2 separate regions of the Oryzias latipes genome follow, and region 2 is linked to region 1. A link is a contact called in public Hi-C data. All regions are on one chromosome and are shown on one strand. The core of a region is the stretch at or near the end of the contact, and the rest is flanking DNA. Distances in the headings are between cores, read along the strand shown.

Region 1 (4,501 bases), core at 1,154-3,653:
TGGGTCAACACCACAGTGCCTTTCAAAAATATTAATAATAATAATAAAATGCAAACAGAACAGCATTTTGGAAACATGTTTCAAACCGAACACTTCAAGTCAAATCAAAATTCACACCTCTTTTACACAAAGGATTAAAAAAAAAAAAAAATCAATGTTTTTATGTGCTACATAGAAAACATATATATTTATTTATTAAATTATTTACACACAGGTAGTTAAAAAAAGAAAAAAATCAAACCTAATTGCACGCTGCTACATGGACTGCTGTTAGAGGCAGTAACATTTCAATGAGTGCCACAAACTTTAGTGTTTCTCTTCAGTGCTTCAACAGCGTCCTCCCCCGTCCTCAGGAGAGCTGATATGTTTCTGATGCTGTGTAGATCCTCGTCCAAAAAAAGGAAAGAATAATTAAAAAAAAAAAAAAAAGATCAACGCAGTCTTAAAAACAAAAAAACAAAAAAAAACACATGCACGCATACGCAAACACACTCGTACAGAGAAAAAAAAACTGGGAGGGGCACATCTTGAGCTCTGTTGGAGATCAGAACAAAAGACAAAAACAAAGAGGTTGAAAGGTTAGTACTTTTTTTTCTTTTAGGAGATGCAACTACTACTGCTAAAGTATTGACAGTGTTCTGAGGTATGACTGAAAAAAAAGAAGAAACTAGTCATTTCCAAAAACAAAACAAAACTATCAACTCAAATAAAGCTCGGCTGCATACCATTTACAAAAACGTGCAATTTTTTCAGTTCTGTTAACTTTTATTTTTACTAAGAAGAGACGAAAATGAACATGGGATTTTTTTTTACTTAAAGATAAATCGAAGTCAAAGTTCCGCTAATTTAACCTTGACTTTTTTTGCCACAACCTTTAAAGGTTCACACCTGACAGCTTAGAGCAGGTTTCTGTGCTCCTTCTCTCTTGTGGGTCATAGTAGACCTGCAGAACTCTCGTACTCTCCTCTGCAGCAGGGAGTGTACATGTCTGCGTGTGTTTCTGCGCGCGCGCGCTCAGAGACCTGCCCCTTCCCGTCCGCGCGGAGGCCACTGGCTGCTGACGTGTTACTACTACACTGTTGTTCAGCTTGTTGTTTACAGTTCAGCAGACGAACATCGGCCGCAAGGAGGAAAAAACTTTTTTTTTTAAAAATTCTTTATTGGCGTGTCATATAAATCCTCTTGGTTTAATAAACAGACTTCACTTTTTTGCGCTAGAATGCGTCAATACAAATAAAAAAAAAAATGATGTAAAATTTAATATCTTTTTTTTTTTTTAAATTCGAGGTTAACAGTTTTTTTTAAATTGAAGTGGTTCGCTCACCGTGTCGCCGTGCTCACGTTGGTCTCTTGGGGCTGGTCTTTCTGGGTGTGTGTTCTGCAGACTGGCTCAGGCTCGGACAGCTAACCTCCTCCGGGCTGGTGTGAGACTTCTTACTTGGGGCCGAAGGGTCTGCAAAAATAAATAAATGAGTAAAATAAACTATATATTACAGAGAGAAAAAAATGGTCGGGGTGCTCAATGTTCTCTGGGATTTTACGGCAGTTTCCCCCGCTTTACGACCCCCTCATCCCGCATACCAGTACCGCGAGCACAAAGCTGCCGCCCGGCGATCTGTTACACAGCAACGGGTCGTTTGATGCTAATGTCATACCGTGACACGCAGGTCTCTTCCTCAGCCCGCCGCACTGCTCCGTGCACTCCATCTGAGCGTCAGAGCGGCTGGGAACTGTCCCGACACAGTCATGATTCCCGTTTAGATCCACATTGTTATTCCCGGGGCAAACGCCTCGTTCTCGCCGCGGCAGGCGGGTGTAGAAACTCGGCAGGTCTCTGGCGTTCACCAGCTCCCACTCCAGCCTGCTGTTGGGCAGCGGTGTGTCAGTCGCGAAGTCGAAGCCCCACTTGGCGGAGGCAGCCTCTTCAAACTCCCGCAAATGTACATTTAAATCCCTCTTTAACTCTTCGTGGTCCACCGAGCCGAAGAGGCTCCTGCAGGCTGACGGCTTCGGGTGTTCCGACACCCGGGGCTCCGTCCTCTCCAAAGTCGGGCTCCCGCTCGAAAGTCGAACGTTAGACATGGTTAAGCCCCCCGGAAAAAAGGTAAAAATTTCAAGCAGCCGGGAGCGTCCAGTTTTCAGGCGAAAAACACACCTCAAGAAGAAAAAAGAAAAGAAAAAAAAGGTATGTCCTCCTAGTCACGGGGAAAGATCCAAAACAGGCGTGAAACGACCATGCGCACGTCGAGCTGGAGGCAAACACGGCTGCGATTTCCTGAGCCGAAGACGGCTTACGCCAATCATCCAAACGACGGGAGAACGAACCAAAGCTCGCTGTCAACGTCGCTCCGTACAGCGGGAAGCGGAGGCGAACCTCTCGGTACCCAATATGGCGATTGAGACATGTAGTGGGGATTGAGAGGGGAGGTTGACTTTGGAGGGAGGGGGAGGAGGGTTACACATGATTGACATACGGAGCCATTTAAAACCCAAGAAGCGCACTCATTGGATGGAGCTCTTTAGACCCGCCCACTTTATTTAAGGTAGACCGAATAATTGCATAAGGCATGCTGTTCTAAACATATTACTTACCTTTTTTATTTTTTTTACAAAGTAAATAAGTTCACACATTTGATGTAACTTAATGTACAAGTTTCAAAAAGTAAAATGGATTAAACATTTTAAGACATCTAAATTTGAAGAAAAAAATTGGATTGCAACCATACAAATAGTGCCAATATGTTCTAAAACACACATATTCAGTATTTATTTTAAACATTTTGGATGTACAGTAAAATTAATAAATACAATTAAAATGGAGTAAAATCCAAAACAAAACTGAAATTGTTGCATCATATTCTTTCAATGGACACTAATAAATGAACCTGTGGTCCTAAATGGAGATAAAGTCCAGTAAGAGGACCCCAAACTGAGCTGATTTAGTAAAAGCCTAATAAACATTTTAATTCTAAAAAATTTTCTTACCGTAACAAAATCTGTACATATATCGGAATTATTGACTGAAAATATTTATATATGAAGTAATAACATATAAAGATGAAAATAAATTTCTGCTATCCTAAAGTCAACTGTTTTTTTCCAGATTTATCATAAAGCTTCTTAGTTTTTACTTTTTATTCACATGCAAAAAAAAATAAACACCCCTAAATGAGAATAGAGGGCAGCTTGATGCTTAAATTGAAAGTGGCGCAGTCGTCTTTAAATAGAACCAAAAGCCTTTTGACAGAAATGATGCAATCTAATTTAGCTGTGAGCAATTATTTACTCAAAGGGTCAGAGCAGGATAGGAGGTGCAGCAGTGTTCACTCAACCACTGTCAAGCCAACAGCGCCCCCTAGAGCTTCATCTAACACACAACTCTGGAAGCACAAATCTTTTAATACCTTTAAATACTAAAGTTGTCTGTACGATTACATTTTTAACAAAGGCCACATGGACTTACAGAGTCACCATTATGAGTCCGCTACAGTCTGCTTTAGTCGCCTACCTTGCCTGTAAGTCCTTTACGGCGTACAGGCACTGCGGTGGGCGGTGCAGCCTCAAAGACCGAGCCACTTGATGATGTAGTAGTTCCTCTTGCCCACTCTGAGCAGAGTGAGTCCGTTGGACAGGACGTGGAGTTTGGGGACGAGAACCTGCTCCGGTTTGTCCGCCCGTGTGTGGTTGATCCACACGGCTCCGTCTGAAACCATCTGGTACCTGCAAGCGAACACGACGGCTCAGTCAGGATCCAAATCCCATTCATTTCAAGTGTTTTCAACCAAACCCAAAGCAGCAGGATAGAAATCTTTGTGTATTTCAACATTTAGTGGATTTGATTCCTCCGACAACATCTAGGGGAAAAAAAGGTTTGGTGGAAATGTGTGAACACAAATCTTTGCACAAACGCTGGTGTTTGTATGTAAAGAAAAAAATAATAATAAAAAGCAACTTTTTGAGACTTTCATGGTAAAGCAAATGGAAAAGTCCACAGAACAAGTTTAGCATAAACATGAATATACATATGTGCACCAAACCAATGTGATTGTTTTTGTCCCCATTTGGTAACAGATTTAATGCTTTGATCGAGTGGGAATCCAGTAGTTGGGCTACAACACATTACAGGCAATTGACTCAAGAGCTATAAAGCCAATAAAAGAGGGACACTGCTGAATTTTAAAGCTATTTTTTTATGTTACGTGTGTTTATTACAGTGACCCTGATGAGCAAATCCAATCAACAAATCAGTCAATGCAAAAACTACATTAGATGATTTGTCTTCGAGTTTCTGATCACAGTCAAAGTTCAGTGGTTGCTCAATCAACTCCACCGCAGTTTTGAGCCAAACATCCTTATGCTTTTCATCTTTAAAACTCAAACATCATCGTCCAATCGGTGATGTCCCATAGTACCTACCTTTTCAGGTTCCATATTTTGTTTCATTTTTTTAACATTTCCTTTTTATTTTTACGTTTTAGTTTGTAGAATTTGTTTTGATTTC
Region 2 (4,424 bases), core at 517-3,016, 190 kb before region 1:
CACAAACTTTCTCTATTACACACTCACAACTACACACATTCCTTCAAACACCTACACACCTGCACATACCTACACGCACACACTTCCTAAAGAAATATAATAGAATAAACTGTTGACTAATAATTTGAGCTTGTTGGCAGTTTTTTCATTTCAGTATAATGAATTAATATAATTTATATTAAATGTAATAATTTATATCACATTCACATAATGCCAAATATAAACCTTTACTGTGTAAAAAAGAACCGACAGTCGGCGTGTTTAAAAAAGTGTGATAGTGTTCACTGGTGATTGTCTTTTTATATTGTGCAACAAAAAGTATGTTACAAAAAAATGAAATTGAGACAGATTTTTTGCACATCACATATTTGAGTTGAAGTTCAGTGAAGCTGCTTTATTTTGGGGCTGTGGTACAGTGGGTAATTTTTTGGCCTTAACACAAAGAGGAGTAAACAGAATGTTAAGATGGCATAAAGGTTAAGTGGCTCTGATTAGGAGAAATATGTAGATGTTCACTGCAATGGTCTCTTCTGTCCACATGATGGAGATATAAGCCATTTTAAAGCTTAGTCCAAAGTGCACAACTTTAAAAAAAAAAAAAAAGCAAAAAAAAACTACTACTAACTACTAGCACCTCAGCACATGCACACATCTAGCTGTGCCAGTTCTCCTGACCTTTCCTATTTATACACCTCAATGGGACGTATTTGGCGCCACACTGAGACTTTTTGCCGATACTTGCTGTTTGATAGACTTTTTCTGCCTTAAAAAAGCTGTTGGAGCTCCTAAGTGATGCAATAAATCGAAGGCTTGCAACAGATAGAAAATTATGGCTGCCAGTTGGCAACACAATAAAGGTATTGCATCATCTGTCTCTTGCCAACACCGGGAATATAAACACACACTCCAGCATTCTTGCACACAGTGTACATATGCATGTGCGCTGTGGCCGCACAGACGCGGTCACAAACACACCCACATGTACCGCCTGCTGAGCGCTGTGACAGCCAGAGGACAGAGTGGACACAGTGTTCTGTAAACTGCTGGCCAGTGATCTTTGAAGACCTCCTATTACAGTTATCTGATTAGTTTCAGTTGGAGCTCAGCAATGTTACCCTCATCTGCTGATTCCCCCTTCGTGCATGGCTTAGTAAGTAAAGAAAAAAACAAATACAAACATAGAAACGTATCATCGTATTTTTCATTTTTATTGCTGCAACGCAAACACACGAGTGCCGGTTTGTTTGAGGAGGTGGAGCTCTGTGCACAGCGCCGTCCGGATGGTGGCATCACTCCTACTCGTAACTATACTTAGAAAGAAAGTGCAAGGTCAGAGAACATTAGTGAACCGCGAGCTGCTTGTTCTGATAGGCCGAACGGACATGAGTCCTTGAGGATATTTGGCCTTCAGGGCAGCTGCCAAAGCAAAGCAAGCTGTGCTGGACAGGAGGCACGGCGGCATGCAAGCAAACACACTCCTAAAAATGTGCACGCCAACATTTTGCGAATGCCTTGCTACTTCCGTGTGCACCTCTTTTGAATATACCCATTTGTGATATGATTAATGATGTGTGACTCTGTATTTCATAATTCTTTTTAAGTAAGTCAGTCAACAAATACACTACACTTTCTTCTTGTTTTGTTTTTTTGCTTTAAGTCCCACTCCCATCATCCGTTCTTTGATTTTTTTATGATTATACCGTTTATAGCAAAAAACCTGCAGAGTGGCAGGAGTTCATTAGAAATTCGCCTTTGAATTGTGGGGGGGAACTGTCAGGTGGGGAGGGGCTGGTGAGCGTGAAGGACCCAAAATGCAGAGACGGAAGGCACACAGTTCCAGGGCAAGGGCTTTATTCTTAACCAAAGGCGGTGCAGAGCAGGGTAACAGAACCAAAACTAACTGTGGGCTTACTGTGGGAAGACGGCCATGGAAGAGACGTTAATGGACCAGCCCCAAGAGGAAGACTTAAATACAAACAGCACTGACAAGACACAGGAGAACAAGATCAGGAGAGATTGGGACTAAGGAAGTAAAACTTAAAAGCATGACCAAACAGGAAACCTTTCAAAATAAAACAGGAAACAGAACTCAAACATGACAGAACAAGGTAGAAAGGAAAAACCAATACAAAGAGACCCAAACCATGACAGGAACTGTTGGCGGAGAGTAAGCCTGCCCCCACTTCCCATTGGTTTACAATCTCTCCTTCTAGCTTACAGCCTCTCACAACCACAACCTAACATCTGTTCAACAAAAGTGGCGGTAATATTGGAGCTGTCGAGCCGTAGAGTTTTTAGCCAGCTCACACAAGGAAAACAAAGATGAAATGCAATCTTCAGTTTAATTTTCCTTGTGTCTTCCATCGTCACAAAAATACTACAAGAACAAACAAAAAACAACATAATTTTCATCAGATTGGGTCTTAACCCAAATAGGGCCTAATATTCCAGATTCATTCTTTTTTATTTACATCAGATGCTCTAACACACCCCAGCAGGAAGATGTCACTATTTAGTTATTCTTTGCAGACTCTAAACACAAGTAATATTGTCCATTTGTACATAACATTTTATAAAGTGTATTTAAAGGATTCTGAAGGAAGGAACAATGTGAGTGTTGTTGGAGCAATTACCTAAATAGAAAGTCTTATTTTTCTTATTTTCAAATACATGGAAGAATAAATATGATGACAGTAACTCTCAAAAACTGTTTAGTTTCCTCTTCTTTTTTACCTTGAAGTGGTATATACCACACAAAATGAACACCAACAACAGTTTCTTCAGGCCCTCTCACCCTCCGCGGGTGGTTTCTCCTCCAAGCTCGGGTTCTCTACCAGAGGCCTGGGAGCTTGAGGGTCCTGCAGTATCTTAGCTGTTCCTAGCACTGCGCTTTTCTGGACTGAGAGGTCTGAGGTCTTTCCAGGTATCTGTTGTAGCCACTCCTCCAGCTTGGGGGTTACTGCCCCGAGTGCTCCAATTACCACAGGCACCACTGTCACCTTCACTTTCCAGGCTTTCTCCAGTTCTTCTCTGAGTCCCTGGTATTTCTCCACTACAATGTCTGGTTGGTTCTCCATTACCATCCTATCAGTCTGGATCTGGACGTCCCACACCATCTTTGCCCTCTCATTCTCTACCACCTTCGGAGGTGTTTCCCATTTTGACCTTGGGGTTTCCAGTTCCTATTCTGCACACATGTTCCTGTATATTATTCCAGCCACTTGATTGTGGCGCTCCATGTATGCTTTCCCTGCCAGCATCTTACACCCTGCAGTTATGTGCTGGATTGTTTCAGGCGCCTCTTTGCACAGCCTACACTTAACACCAATGGTATTTTCGTCAAGGTAAAAAAGGAAATTAAGTTGTTAGTTTTTGAGAGTAAATATCTTTAAGAAAAATATCATCAAATCAATTTATTAGGAAAATTATGTACAAACTGCAGAACTTTTATATAAAACATAAAGCTGTTGGTGTGAATACTTGTAAAAAAAATCACCTCACCTACAACAAGATCAATCTAGTCCAGTTGCAGTTTCCTTCTGACACCACATAAATGTGTTTCATCTTGTCTTTGTCTTGCTTGATGGGATTATAGCTTCCCAGTAAGGCAGCTGCTTGCAGTGAATGAATCAGCAGCCTCCCTAACATCTGGATGACCTCTTTTATGGAAATATTATGAATAATCTCTTCAAACCTCTCCTCCAAAATCATATGTGTCTTTGACTTTTAAAGTTTTCCCAGCTGTCAGTGTTACTGAATGGAATAGACTGGGATTCTTTGGAATTTTCACTGCTGAATTTGAGGTTGGATTGACATAGAGCTGGGTGATGTGGCCAAAAAATAAAATCTCTGATTTGTTTCATTCCAATTGCATTTTGTTGTTGGCCACACATATTTAAAATTAAAATTAAAGTTTAGAGTCGCAGTATCTGTCACACATCTAGGTGTGTGAAATATGTTCCCCGCATTTGATCCATCCCCTGGAGCAGCGGTGAGCTGCAAACAGAAACCATTTGGTGGTTTAACCGTAACCAGCAATCCTAACCTTAACCCTTCCTCTCAGTCTGTGTGGCCAAGGAAAAAGTTCAGTACTGACATATGATGGCATGATGGCATCATAGCATCGACAGCGCCATCTCAGTCCAACAGATTTATATTCCAGTTCCTTCTGGATCTTGTTCAAAATCATCACATGTTCCGCTGCTTCAGCAGCTGAAACTAAAGCTACACGGAAGCAACTAGCAGAACTTACGGCGGCTGGGGGGGGGCACTTCTTATTTTTACATCTGCGCTTTGCAAGAGACCGGCGGACTGACTTTACTCCAAAAAACGGAGAGAGCAGAGAGCTGGGAAACTAAAATGTCGATTTTCCCAAAAATAAATCGTCTAAAAGAAAACAAATCAAATGATTCTATTAAATCGAT

Evidence for each region. A called contact is a pair of places that touch in the nucleus more often than the background predicts.
Region 2: a contact with region 1 is called in a Hi-C map of fibroblasts, with 4 times the contacts expected there. The contact joins the enhancer-like site here to the promoter of cdkn1b in region 1. A contact is called at or near these places in 2 of 5 Hi-C or Micro-C datasets (embryo and fibroblasts).

The regions. Positions count from the first base shown.
Region 1 is chr6:11,435,519-11,440,019 of ASM223467v1, reverse strand. cdkn1b (cyclin-dependent kinase inhibitor 1B) reads right to left here and starts at 2,403. Exons shown (of 3, transcript XM_011476548.3): 1 at 1,656-2,403; 2 at 1,325-1,453; 3 at 1-534. The coding sequence starts at 2,082. The coding sequence ends at 1,338. It overlaps yars2 (tyrosine--tRNA ligase, mitochondrial), which reads right to left. Exons shown (of 5, transcript XM_004069887.3): 5 at 2,733-3,720. The coding sequence ends at 3,561.
Region 2 is chr6:11,620,788-11,625,211 of ASM223467v1, reverse strand. The region is part of intron 3 of LOC101166715 (potassium voltage-gated channel subfamily KQT member 1-like); the gene reads left to right. Among protein-coding and RNA genes, the nearest start is that of LOC101166715, 31 kb to the left of the region's middle. Within about 2 kb of position 1,766, at least 5 of the 8 cell types and tissues checked have an H3K27ac peak or open chromatin away from gene starts, as enhancers often do.